Regions from separate parts of the Mus musculus genome. Here all the other regions are linked to region 3. The links are chromatin contacts, called in public HiChIP or PLAC-seq maps. All regions are on one chromosome and are shown on one strand. The core of a region is the stretch at or near the end of the contact, and the rest is flanking DNA. Distances in the headings are between cores, read along the strand shown. Region 1 holds the start of Klhdc8a (kelch domain containing 8A). Region 2 has its middle 17 kb from the start of Slc45a3. Region 3 has its middle 7.7 kb from the start of Gm37120.

Region 1 (4,717 bases), core at 1,659-4,158, 200 kb before region 3:
TTCTGGAAACACCCCCTTCTGGAAAGACTCTAACCACTCCACAGTCATTCAGCTCTGGGCTCAGTTTGGACCCACCCTCCTTCATCTGGGTTCTCTGAGCTTCAAAGTGGGGCCCAGAGGACTTGGCTGGGTGCCTCCCAAGTGATGGCATCACCATTGCTCTCTAGTCACATGTAACTGATACCAGTTTGATATGTTTCTCCCAATACACTGCAGATTGAGAATCTGTTCATCTACGAAACCAGCACAAGCAGCCGGCATTAAACATCTTCCAGCCTAACCGTCGAGCGCATTTGGCTTTATGGAGCACAGGCATGGTCATTACTTACTATCTATTTAACCTCAGAGAATTAACCTTTCTGGGCTTCATGCTGCTGCTTCTAAAATAAGAATGAAAGCAGCACTTATCTCATTGGACATGTTGAAAGTCCAAAGGGACAAAGCACCAAATGGGAAGCCTTAATTCTTAACTTACAGCATAATTTATTGAAGCTAGAGATGGGGTGTGGTCTATACTCATTATTCTCAGTGTGCCCAGGGGTGTCTAGGCCTTAATTTTTTCTTAAAAAAAAAAAAAAATAAGGTCTCACTATGTCGGGTCTTACTATGTAGCTTGATCTCATAAGCCTTCTGCTCTAGCAGAGGCAAGTTTTTGGTTTTGTTTTGCTTTGCTTTGTTTTTTCAAGGCAGAGTTTCTCTGTGTAGTCTTGGCTATCCTAGAACTTTGTAGTCCAGGCTAGCCTCTGAGATTCGCCTGCTTCTGCCTCCCAAGTACTGGAATGAAAGGTATGCACCACTAAACTCTACTGCCAGGGAAGTCTTGAATTTGCCACTCTCTGCCTCAGCCTCCAGAGTAGCTAGGATTACAAGCCTTCAGCACCAGGCCTGGCTTTTCACCCTCTTGACAGGCAGGTCACAGAAACCCTATTGTCTACCCTGCTTGAGGGGGTTCTGGGCCCCAGCTTCTCCACAATCATGCTCAGAGCCCAAATTTTCTACCCTTTTCCTTCCTTCCCAGGGTCTAAGACTGTTCCAGGGGCAAACCAGATGCTTAAGAAAAGCTGTTTTCTGATCTGGCCGTGTGTTAGCCAGTCAGCTGGGGTATAATAGTAAAAGAGACAGGGACGGATGGGAAAGCGAAAGGTCACCCCACCGAGCCTACGGTGTGGAGGCAACTGTATATGAACTTGGGGTCTCTTAACTCCCATTCTCACAAAACTTTGTGTGTTTAGCAAAACTGCAGTTGGATCCCCTCGACATCACAGACTGTATTAGGCCCAAGAAGAGTGAAATGAAGGCTTTGAGAAAGTGAGAATTTTAAAACCACATGCAAGCAAGAGAACCTGGATAATAATGCAACATGAAACAAGCTTTTGGGACATTCTGACCCCCACTCAGTAAGTCTGAAACTGCAGTCAGAAGTAAACGAAGATCCTGGGATCAGGTCTCAAAGCCTCCTTGGGGGCCTGGTAATGGTAGAAGGATGGGGTGAGCATCCTCAGGGACCTACACAGGTAGGTTTGGGGGAGGGGACAGGCGGCCAAGGGCAAATGTGGTCATTCGGCTGAATGCCAGGGTCTGCAGAGTCATTGCAGATAACCCCGTGGCTCACACCTTGGCTCTCCCTCTGCAGTGGCCTGCCCAGCTTGCTGGAGCTGACTCCTGGCATCAGATGGAATTCCTAGACATTTCACCTGCTCAGTGTCCCTTTCCAATCTGTAAAGTAAGGGCAGTGGGTCTCTAGTTTTAGTGCTTAATGTAAGGCTCGAATGTTATAGGGAATGTGTATTGGCCACCCAAATCATGTTGCCTTACACCCGTGTCCCCCGTGACCCTTTACTTTCTTCCCTAATGCCCACCCTCAACCCTGGCCCCACTTGCCTTTGGCTGTGACAGAAATGCCCATGGCAGCCTCGCGCAAGACGCTTCTCTTCTTCCACTTGCCCTCATCGATGTTGTACATTTCCACGACCTTCACAGGCAGTTGATTGGTGCCCACACCCCCGATCACCATAATCCGCTTTCCTAGGGCAGTGATCGCTACCCCGGCCCGGGCTGTGGGCAGGGAGGGCAGGGAGGTCCACTGGTCGGCCTCGGGGGAGTAGACCTCGAAGCAGTCCATAGGGACGCCATTGTCATCACATCCCCCGATGGCATAGACCTGCCCCCCAGTCTCCAGCAGTGAGCAATAGACCCGGCGGCTAGGCAGTGGAGCAAGGCGCTTCCACTGAAAGTCCTTGACATTGGGCACTTCCATGGCAGCCCGGGGGAGGGCCCTGCTCGAGCGCCCCCACAGCGTCCGGGCAAGGTCCAGCCCCGGGGCCCGCGGGCTACACGGCGCCGGTCGGCGCGTCCCCTCTCTCAGCCTCCATCTCGCGCTGCACGGGCTCCCTGCCGACGCCCGCTGGCTTCTCCGGGTCCCTTGGGTGTCAGCGGGGCAGCGACGTCCACGCCTGGCTCCGCGGAAAGAACCTGGCGAATCTAGGGCAGCAGGGCGCCGGCGGTAGCTCACCCTTGGTCAACTTTGCAGGATGCGCCCCGCCCCCGCCCGGTCCCCCGGAGCTCGGAGCCCACCCCACCGCGCGTGGGCGCCGCGCTCGCCCAGCACTAGCTCCCGGGCGGCGCCTACAGCCGCGCGAAGCTTTCACGGTCCGCCTGGCAGCCGCGGAGCGGAGGACAGCGCTCCCTGCCCTTCCCAGCCCGCACGCCGCCGTCACCCGCGCAGGAGAGCGGTCGCCAGAAGCCGAGCTCCGGCCGGAGGACGCGGGTTCCCCGCACCGCCTCCCCGCAGCTTCCACACCTGGGCAGGAGCCCACGCGCCCCGAGGCGGAGGCTGTGGCCTGTGCGTCAGCCCCGGGCGACCAGGGCGAGCGAGGGCAGGGCCTGCAGTGTCTACAGGGTCGGAGACAGCCGGAGCAGGAGCCGGGTGCCCAGATGACAGGCAGATCCTGCCAGCGTGGGGGCGGGCGTTTGCGAGTGTTTGTTTTGGGTGAGGAGGCGGAGAGGCCAATTACCCGGTTTGTCTACAGTACACAGACCCAGTTCGTGACAGGCTGGCTTTGTTTGGGGGGAGGTATGCTCACATGGTCTAACCTCAGAAGCCAGTTAGGAGGCACAGATGTGGCAGGGATCTGCCGATCTAACAATTCTCACTCGTGTGCATGTAATTCACACAGAATCTTCTTTCCCTCCTAAGTGGAGACGTCCACAAAGCCTCAAATAAAGTCACAGACAGGGAAACCACAGCTGAACACACCAATAGACAAGCTGGGAGGACCTCACCTTCCAAACCCTTGTGCATCTGTAGTGTGCAAACCTGATTAACAAATCCCGGCCCTTAGCAGCAACTGCAGGACTGGGTGGATGGTCTCTCAAACCACCCAGCAACAGACCCTTCAGAACTGTAGTACCCAGTAATTCAAGTACCCATGATATACCGGACCACCTAGCAGTGTCTCCCCAAGCCCACGGGGTCCTCCTCTCTGGCTTCCTTCCATTCAGAAAGGCTCAAGCTCGGGAACCTGACAGACTGCTGTTCAAATGTTTGCTCTGGAAAACTTAGCTTCAGTTTCTACTCTGAGTCTGTGAGTGAGTGTGTGTGTGTGTGTGTGTGTGTGTGCGCGCACACACACACACACATACACATACTCACGTGCTTATATGTTGGTATGCATTTCCTCTCACTGTTGGGGATGGATCTCAGAGATGTGCACACGCTAGGCACTAAACTTTTATTTGTGATAAACTATAGAGTCACATGTGGTTGTAAGAAAGGAGTATTCTTTATCCGGTTTTTCCCAGTATTAAAATCCCACCAAGCTATAGGACAATGCCATAAACAGAGTATATTTTCATTACAGGGCTCCCACGTCACCTTTTGATATCTGGTAGGAGGACTCTATGATCCCCAGCCCCTGACAGCCCATGTCTGAAGCCTTGTCATTTCAGCCACGTTGTACAAGGGGCTGGGAATGGAGCTCACTCCTGGAGTATCATTGTTGAAAGAATCAATAGCTCTCTCTCTCTCTCTCTCTCTCTCTCTCCCTCCCTTCACCCCCTCTTTGTTTTCCTCAGTATGCCTGGAACTCACAATCTCCCTGCTATAGCCTCCAATTCTCCTCCCCACCCCACCCCCCAGCTTCCCATTTATTGAGGAAGGGTCTCTCACAGAAATCCACCTGCCTTTGCCTCCTAAATGCTGGGATTAAAAGTGTATGACTCTTCATCAGATTTTTTCCCCTTTATTTCTTTGTAATGTTCCGTGGTTGTAAGGTTTGTGAAGGCTGAGTGAGGTGATGTAGGGACTGTTTATCAAGTGTGATGCTTATCACCTTACCTTCTAACACAGAACCAGGGCCTGGGACATTCTTCCCAACACTCACACTGAGACTGTGAATTCTGGGAGAAATAGCAGCCCTAACTTAAAACAGGCCGATCTTAATATCTTGCGCTCTTGACCTAACAATTCTACTTATTTTTAAAGCTTAGATTCTTGTATTTGCAAAATCAGCACCTAGATCAACCACAGAAGGCTGTGTTCTCTTCTCCCTGTTCAATAAGAACTCACACATTCTAAGAGTGTAGTCTAAACTAATGACGTTTCACAGACAATACCTACCATTCCTGTTCTTGTAATAGGCCCCAGACCTTAGCACAACTGAGGCCATGATAGAAGTTCCATTCAGGCCTTGGAACCCAGCAGGAAGACAGCACCCTG
Region 2 (4,242 bases), core at 1,144-3,643, 150 kb after region 3:
GACCCAGGAAAGCCTAGTGGCAGAGGATAATCCTGCAGGCCTATCCTGAGAAGGCAGCCAGTGTCACCTGCTCCCCACTGTGTCTGTGCTGGTCAGCTCTGTGCCAGGGGCTGTCCACAGCAGTGGCAGGGGACAACCACACTCCCAGGCAGCAGCTAAAGGATTGAGAGTAAAATCTATCAGGGTCCTCTCCTCCCATGCAATCTCACCCTCTATTCAGCTTCTCTGGAATTGCCATGTCTAGCTCTGCCCTGGGGCAGGTTTGGAAGCTTCTGCTGGCTGAAGGAAGCAGTCCCTGTCCCAGGCTGGACTGGGCTCCCTAGCAAGGATAGAGAAAAGTACAGGCAAGAGAAACAGCTTCTCTTCTTTCCCTTCCCAGCATACTCCTGAGGAGGGGGCATCAGGGACTTGGGTTCCCCAGCTCAGCCCTGGAACTATTTCCTTTCATTACAGAAGCGTGTAATTTGCCCTGGGAACTAGGAGAAGTCTGAGGCGGAAAGGATCCAGCGTCCCAGAGTTTGCCTCTTTTTAGGGTTCAGAAAACAGTGTCTCAAGAGGAAGGCCCCTGAGGCCTCATTTGGGGGATTCTCTGGTCTTCTGTCTCATATCCTTTCTGCTGAGACAAGCTTCACACACCAGATTCTCTACCCTCCCTCAAGGTGGGTTACAGATGCTGAGGTCCTTTCCCCGAGAAGCTAGCCCTCTGAACTCTAAGTCCCTCTTTCTGTATAAGGGTTAGTCATAAAGGAATTTTTATCAAGGTCAAAGACACCCGCCTCCCCTAACACACACACTCCAGCAGAGTCCCACCCCACACGTCACAGAGAGGCCAATGAGAACCCAAACAGCCGTGCCAGGTCCTCCTCGGTCATCATTCTGTCAGGCCATTTTTCCGTATGCCTGTTCCTTCTTCATCAACCCCACATAAAGGTGGAGAGTTTCTCCTGGGTCTTTGGGTCTTCCATCTGAAGGTTCGCACATCACATAAAACTTTGATGAGGCCAGGCGTGGTGGCACATGCCTTTAATCCCAGCACTCGGGAGGCAGAGGCAGGCAGATTTCTGAGTTCGAGGCCAGCCTCGTCTACAAAGTGAGTTCCGGGATAGCCAGGGCTATACAGAGAAACCCTGTCTCGCCACCCCCCCCCCCCAAAAAAAAAAAAAAAAACCACGTTGATGACATAAATCTGTTTTGTTTCATTGACATGCCTTTTGTTTTAACAAAGGGCGAGGACAGGGAACTGAGAGTTGTCTGGATGCAAATATGGGCCAGTCTTAGTAGATGAATGGCCTGGTGAGCTGGGTGAGCTGCAATGGTCAATACGGAAAGCAAAGGGCTTCCTTTGGGCTCCTCTGAGTTGTGTTTGGAACGTGGAGGTCAAACGCTGAGATTCTTCACATCAGCCTGCTCTACTCTTGACCCTCAGAAGGGGCCTCTGGGACAAAAGCATCCAATCAGGAACCAGTTAGGTTGATAGTTCTCAACTCAAGGCAGTTTTGTCTGTTTGTGCATCTGGAGACAGTTTTTGATTATACCATGAGGGAGGGTGTTGTTAGCACCTACTGAGTGAAGGTCACATGTGCTGCTAAAACATCCTTCAGCACAAAGAATTGGCCTCCGGCAGAGTCAAGGTTGGGAGGCCCTGATCTAGATAAACCAGTTCCTCTGAGGTTTCAGTTCTGAATTCCTCTTTCCTCTTCTATTCCAAAAGGAGGAATGAGGCAAGCTAGATTTCTAGCATTTGGGAGGCTGAGGCAGGAGGATTAAGAGTTTGGTATTCTGCAAACTCTACAGGGAGCCAGAGGTACCTAAAATTGTACTGGAGGGATATCTCAAGTGTAGCCCACTCCACGAGACTCAGGCAGACTCAGCCAGGATCCAGCAAAAGAGAAGGAAGAGAGAGGCTTCTCACCGGAGGCATCTGCTCACCCTTCCCCCTCCACTTCAGCATCAGAGAGTGAGGACCAGGTAGGAGCTCATGACAATGTGTTCCTTATCAGACTAGGGGATACTAGTTTTCTGCCACTCCCACCTGCTTACCACTCATGGTCCCTAAACCGGAAGATCTGACCAGTCAAGAGGATCCTGGGAAGTAGGCCTGGCTTGTACCCTTACTAGATTCTAGGACATTCCAACCAAAGCCCTTCTCTGGATCACTCCACATGCATAAAGACATACAGAAGCACCGTGTTTACCAGGTGGTTCTCAGGATCAGAACAAACAGACAGACAGTACCTAAGGCAAGGCATGCAGGGGCCCATGGGGGTGGGGGTGGGGGTGGGTGGGTGTGTGTAGGTAGTGGGGGAGGGAACACTGAGCGGAAGGCTGTGTGAGTCCCAGCTGGCACTCCCTTTTGCTTATTCACCTAATGACGCCATCCTTCCACCCTTAGAGAAAACAGTCAGAAAGATAACTTCCCTGTGCAACAAGAGCAGACGGCACTGTGGCTCGGCTCCTGTGGCACTGTGGCTCGGCTCCTGTGCCTTGCTTCTGCTCCATGTTATTACCCTCTCAGGCTCCAGGGGAAACCCTTCTGCAAACGTTCACAAGGTCTCATCACAGCACTGATGAGAAGCAGCCAGCTCACTGCAGTAAAAAACCCTGGAACTCAGGAAGACTAAGGATCTTACTGAGGCCCTGGCTGGTTAGTGGAGAAACAAACCCAGGCCCTTGAGCTTTTCTCTAGATGCTACTACGGCCATGTTCCTTTCATTTAGCTTCTGGCTGCCTGGTGCTTCTGCCAGAAGCTGTTCTGGGACACATGTGATGGGAACCAAATTGCAATCGATCCCAATTGACTTTAGTCAATCAATATTTGCCCAGTGTTGGGGTATCAGGCTATCCGTGATGTAGGTGGGGAGCACACTGTTTAACCATTTCTAGATTTCAGTTTCTTCCTAAGGACGGTCATGTTACCTTGTTAGATGAAACTGTATGTGTGCTATACACCGCTCTTGAATATGATCACCTGAAGGTATTTGTCCAGTTGTCTTTCTAGAGTGGGAAAAATAATTCAAATAAGGCCTGACTCTGTAGGGAACCTAATAGTAGATGGGATTCTTGGTGAGTTAGTGGGTATGTGGTGCCTGCACACAGATGTACAGGTGGGTATGCCTATGCACACACATATGGAACCCAGAGTAAGATATAGGGTGGATTTTTTTTTTTTTTTTTTTTTTTGTAAAAACAAGCTGTGTGCTGTGTAGCCCTGGCTGTCTTAGAACTTGCTCTGTAGACCAGGCTGGCCTTGAACTCAGAGATCTGCCTGCCTCTGCCTCCTGAGGACTGGAATAATTAAAGGCAGTGCACCAGGTGGCATCAGGTCTTTTCTATTGCTCTCAGCTTTACTTCCATTGAGATGGGGTGGCAGTGAACCAGGAGTTCACTCTTGTGATGAGGATGGCCATCAGCAATCAAGCTTGCTGGATTCATCTGTCTCTGAGAACCAATGCTGGGGTTGTTTGTTATGTAGGGGCTAGGCACTCGAACTTAGGTCCTTGTGTTTGCAGAGCAAAAGTTCATACCTATGTAACAATCTTCTCAGCCCCCTCTTTTAAGATTTATTTATTTGTGTGCATGTGCACACAGACTGGTCCACATGGAGGGCCCAGCTTTCTGGAGTCAGTTCTCTCCTCTTACCATATGAATTTCAAGTGGAATTTAGCTAGGTGGTCAGTCTCAACAGCAAGCAGCTTTATCCACTGAGATATCTTGCCAGCACTGTATTGGTGTTTTGGTTTTTTTCTTGTTTTTTGTTTTTTCCTTGCTAAGGACAAACTCACCAAGAATTCTACCTACTATTAGACAAACACCTTCAGGTGATCATAACCAGGAGTGGCTCACACCATACATACTGCTTCATGGAACAACGTAACATGGCTGTCCTTAAAGTCTCATTCTGTAGCCCAGGCTAACCTAGAAATCACTATGCAACACACACTGCCCTCAAACCTGCAGCTTCTGCCTCAGCCTCTGGTGTGGTGGGGTTCCAATTACAAGCCAGCCACCATGCCCACTTAGCAGACAAGATTTTGGAGTCACAGGATAAAAGGCAGAGGAGTCAGAAGAGGTGTGTAACAGAGGGACAGATGAAAAATAGGTCACCTCTATCCCTGGTGACTCCAACAGGCGAATGAAATATCCAGGAAAGAAACTGATTTACTTCCAGGCCAGAGAGATGTCTCCGTGGGTAAAGGCACTTGATGTGTGAGCCTGAAGACCTGAAGTCAATCCTTAGAACTC
Region 3 (4,289 bases), core at 36-2,535:
TTGGCACACATTAAGGGATCAGTAAATGTTAGTCACGATTGCCTATTGACGGAAGATTTTGAGTGTAGGGGGAATCTAAATTAGTCCGGAGTCTCTGTTTGTGTCCTTGCCACATCCAAGGTTAGTCCTTACCACCCAGGCTGCAAGTGAAGGTGATAAAGAAAGCCAGGGATCAGAGTTCCCAGGTTGGGCTTTCTCCTCTTGCTAAACCTCTCTGTGAATACGGGCCAGGAGGAGGCAGCACTGGCTGGATAGGAGGGTATGTCCACCAGTGTCTCTTAAGCCAGGCCTCTGCCTCCTTAGGCTCAGCTTCCAGTGCTGAGTGGTGGGGTATGGGAAGGAGACAGACATGCAGATTGTGGATCCCTGGATCTTTGCATCTGAGGATCTAGGGAAGAAATGGAATTCTCTGCCTGCTCTGTCCTGTGTAAATCTAAGAGGCAGTCATAGTCACCCTCCTCCACGGAAATGCTCCGCTTGGGTGGGACTCCACTCAGATCTCCTTCCTGCTGCTCTGCAGGGACTGGGAAGGTTCCTGGGAAGGTACAGAAGATTCTGGGTCAAGCATCATGACTTAGTCACTTAACACTACAAGAGGCCACATACCCCTGCTCCCCAGCGGACCTGCCATTTTTGGAGAGCCTCTCCCCTCAGCTTTGGCCATGGGAAGAAGAGCGGCATTGACTGTGGAGCCTGAAAGGATCTGACATCCATCTCTGGAAGAAAGAGGGTGGGAAGGAGGGATGGGTGGAAGAAGGAGAGAAGGGAGGAGAGGGAAAGGGAGAAGAAGGAAAAGAGAGATGCCTTCCAGGCAGCAAGGCATCATAGTGAGTGCCTGAAATCCTAGCATTTGGGAAGTGGAACTTGAGGATCAGGAGTTCAAGGCCTGCCTAGGCTACTAGAAACTCTGGAGAGAAGGAGGAGGAGAGGAAGGGAAGAGAAAAAGGCTGTCTTTTTAAAATCAGTATTTACAGGAAGAATTGGGATAACCCAGGGGTAGATGGCTTCCAACACAAAAAAAGGTCTTAGATTCACACCACCACCACCAATAAGAAAATGTCACCAGGTAGAGAGCCCTAGCAATTGGTGAATACAGACTGTAACCACATTAGGCAGAACACCAAGACTGCGCCCTAGACACCAACAGAAAGGAGACACGGAAGTGTGTGAGGACTTCCGGCCAGCTCCACCACTCGCCTGTCTGCTGGTCTGCCAGAAGGTAGAGGCAGCAGTGGGGTCTGGAGTCACGCCCGCTATGGGAATGCTTATCTACATTGTGAGCCAGGGCCTGGCTTGCACAGATGACTCACACTAGCAGAGGAATCCAGGCCAGCAGGAAACAGGTGGCTACCCTGACACAAAGGAGATACTGACTCTGTTGGACGGTGGTACCATTGGAGCCGGACCCTAGGGCTGAGTGCATTTCTGCAGAACCAGGACAAGCACCAAGGTCTCTGCCCAGAAATCGCAAGATCTCCCTGGTGGAGATAAAAGGGAGGACTGGGAAGCAAGCAGGGGTTTCTATTGCACGTGGTTGAGGCCCTGTGTAGCAGTGCAGGCTGAGGGGCGTGACCATTACCTGACTGTTAGAAGCAATACATGTACATTTTTTAAAAAATGGAGCAAAACACAAGCTTGGGTTGCAGCTCAGTTGGTAGAGTTACTGGATAGTGAGAGTAAAGACCTGGGTTTGGGGTTGGTGAGATGGCTCAGCAGGTAAGAGCACTGGCTGCTCTTCCAAAGGGCCCAAGTTCAAATCCCAGCAGCCACATGGTGACATCACAACCACCAGTAATGAGATCTGACTCCCTCTTCTGTGTGTGTCTGAAGATAGCTACAGTGTATCTATTATCTATAGCTACAGTGTATCTATTTATAATAATAAATAAATTTTTGGGCCAGAGTGAATGGTGTTGACCAGAGTGAGCAGAGGTCCTAAAATTCAATTCCCAACAACCACATGAAGGCTCACAACCATCTATACAGCTACAGTGTACTCACATACATAAAATAAATAAATCTTAAAAAATAAAAAAGACCTGGGTTTGACCCCTGGATCACATGAGAGTGTGACCGTGGGCTGTGCACAGATTATACAAGTATGTATCTCTACAGATACCACACATACGCACACATATATAACACATGCATGGAATCAAAACAATATGTCCTATATAGGCAGTATGTATTTTTACTTGTTGTGTTTTGCAGTGCTGGTGATGAACCCAGGACCTCCCACACGAGAGGCCAGTGTTCTATTACTGAGCTGAAACCCCTGATCCTATAGGCATATTAGTGTAACAAAATCCATATTTTATTTATATTCAAGAGTATGCTATACCAGTTGAGCATCCCTAAATTGGTATCCTCAAAATACTTAACAGTCTGGAACTTTGGGAGCATTGATATGACATCACAAATGTATCCACACCTGCCCTCACGTGCCAGGTTGCAGATAAAATGCAAGTGCAATAAAAATGGGCTGGAGAGATGGTTCTGTGGTTAAGAGCACCAACTGAGGGCTGGAGAGATGGCTCAGTAAATGTATCCACACCTGCCCTCACGTGCCAGGTTGCAGATAAAATGCAAGTGCAATAAAAATGGGCTGGAGAGATGGTTCTGTGGTTAAGAGCACCAACTGAGGGCTGGAGAGATGGCTCAGTGGTTAAGAGCACCGACTGCTCTTCCGAAGGTCCTGAGTTCAAATCCCAGCAACCACATGGTGGCTAACAACCATCCGTAATGAGACCTGACGCCCTCTTCTGTGCATCTGAAGACAGCTACAGTGTACTTAGATTTAATAATAAATAAATCTTTAAAAAAAAAAAAAAGCACTGACTGTTCTTCCAGAGGTCCTAAATTCAATTCCTAGCAACCACATGGTGGCTCACAATCAACAGTGATGGGCTCTGATGTCCTCTTCTTGTGTGTCTGAAGACAGCGACAGTGTACTCATATACATTAAATAAATAATATTTTTAAAAAGTTGTGCAAAATTACCTTTAGGCTAGGAATACAGCTCAGTGGTGGAATGTGTGCTCATTGTGTGCAATGCTTTGGGCTCATAATAAATAATAATGATAATAATAGCAATAATGCCGGGCGTGGTGGCACACACCTTTAATCCCAGCACTTGGGAGGCAGAGGCAGGCAAATTTCTGAGTTCGAGGCCAGCCTGGTCTACAGAGTGAGTTCCAGGACAGCCAGGGCTATACAGAGACACCCTGTCTCGGAAAAAGAAAAAATATAATAGCAATAATAATAATAGGAGGAGGAGGATAAAGAGCAACAGCCACCACTGCCTTTAGGCAATGTGTGTAAAGTGTACATTAAACAGAAGTAAGGCAGTAAGTAAGGCCCACCTGCTACCACATATGGATGCGTCATAGACACAGACAGGCCTACTTTCAGCCACACAATGCAGGTTACCCAGAGGCCCTCCAGCCATGTGGTTGGCTCACAGTGGGAGCCACTATAATATGCAAGTATGTGGTGGACAGATGGGAGAGAAAAAGAAGTAGAAAGTTTGAACACTATGAAGAGAGGTGGAACTGCAGATGCAAGTCTGTTAGTTATGAGTAGCCAGCCCCACCACCTGAGGCCATGGTGAAATCCCAGCTGGTGCTGCCACTAAGTGCCATGTTTGGGTCCTTGGTCATGCCGCAGCAGGTGTTGGTGTTGATGTCTGTGGCTCACATTATCGCTAGAGACCATGAGGACACCCCTAGTCTGGTCAGCTGCCTGAGACCGCATAGCTGTCCAAGTGCTGTGCAGAACTGGTGCTATCCCACACTGCCTGAGGTCCTCTGGAGAACTGGCCCCACCTCTCACCGGCTGCAGCACTCAGAAGAGTGGGCCCTGTACCTTGCCTGGGCAGCACAGCAGAGCTGGCCCTGGTATTGAGGGTGCAGGTGAGCTACTCCAACCAAGGGCTAGAGCATAGGATTGCTGGCCCTGCCACTCCTCTGCTGTGACACAGGGCAACAACAGGATAGCCAGGAGAAGTTCTAGTGAGGACTCAGTATTGATGGTGTGGCAGAAGCCAGAGGCCTCGAACCAGACCAATGACTCATTGCAGTGAACATTTGCAAGTAAAGATGTATAGACATGGGGCTGGTGAGATGGCTCAGCTGTTAAGAGCACTGACTGCTCCTCCAAAGGTCCTGAGTTCAAATCCCAGCAACCACATGGTGACTCATAACCATATGTAATGAGATCTGACTCCCTCTTCTGGAGTGTCTGAGGACAGCTACAGTGTACTTACAGATAAATAAATAAATCTAAAAAAA

What was found. HiChIP or PLAC-seq counts read pairs in DNA pulled down with a chosen protein or histone mark.
Region 1: a contact with region 3 is called in a FOXA1 HiChIP or PLAC-seq map of pancreatic cancer cells. The contact joins the promoter of Klhdc8a here to the enhancer-like site in region 3. A contact is called at or near these places in 3 of 39 promoter capture datasets (hematopoietic stem and progenitor cells and liver), 1 of 484 Hi-C or Micro-C datasets (bone marrow-derived macrophages), 2 of 115 datasets of contacts at active chromatin or transcription factors (embryonic stem cells and pancreatic cancer cells) and 1 of 9 other capture datasets (embryonic stem cells).
Region 2: a FOXA1 HiChIP or PLAC-seq map of pancreatic cancer cells shows a contact between it and region 3. The contact joins two enhancer-like sites. A contact is called at or near these places in 3 of 484 Hi-C or Micro-C datasets (nephron progenitors, pre-B cells and ventricular fibroblasts), 4 of 115 datasets of contacts at active chromatin or transcription factors (the HPC-7 cell line, bone marrow-derived dendritic cells, embryonic stem cells and 1 more) and 1 of 9 other capture datasets (embryonic stem cells).

What each region holds. Positions count from the first base shown.
Region 1 is chr1:132,296,817-132,301,533 of GRCm38.p6, reverse strand. Klhdc8a (kelch domain containing 8A) reads right to left here and starts at 2,908. Exons shown (of 5, transcript NM_144810.5): 1 at 1,882-2,908. The coding sequence starts at 2,257. It overlaps Gm51645 (a long non-coding RNA gene), which reads right to left. Exons shown (of 4, transcript XR_003947998.1): 4 at 4,153-4,714.
Region 2 is chr1:131,944,007-131,948,248 of GRCm38.p6, reverse strand. No RefSeq gene overlaps it. Among named protein-coding and RNA genes, the nearest start is that of Slc45a3, 17 kb to the left of the region's middle. Within about 2 kb of position 2,393, at least 20 of the 459 cell types and tissues checked have an H3K27ac peak or open chromatin away from gene starts, as enhancers often do. A contact at or near this core is called in pancreatic cancer cells, where this site is marked.
Region 3 is chr1:132,092,752-132,097,040 of GRCm38.p6, reverse strand. No RefSeq gene overlaps it. Among named protein-coding and RNA genes, the nearest start is that of Gm37120, 7.7 kb to the left of the region's middle. Within about 2 kb of position 1,285, at least 57 of the 459 cell types and tissues checked have an H3K27ac peak or open chromatin away from gene starts, as enhancers often do. A contact at or near this core is called in hematopoietic stem and progenitor cells and pancreatic cancer cells, where this site is marked.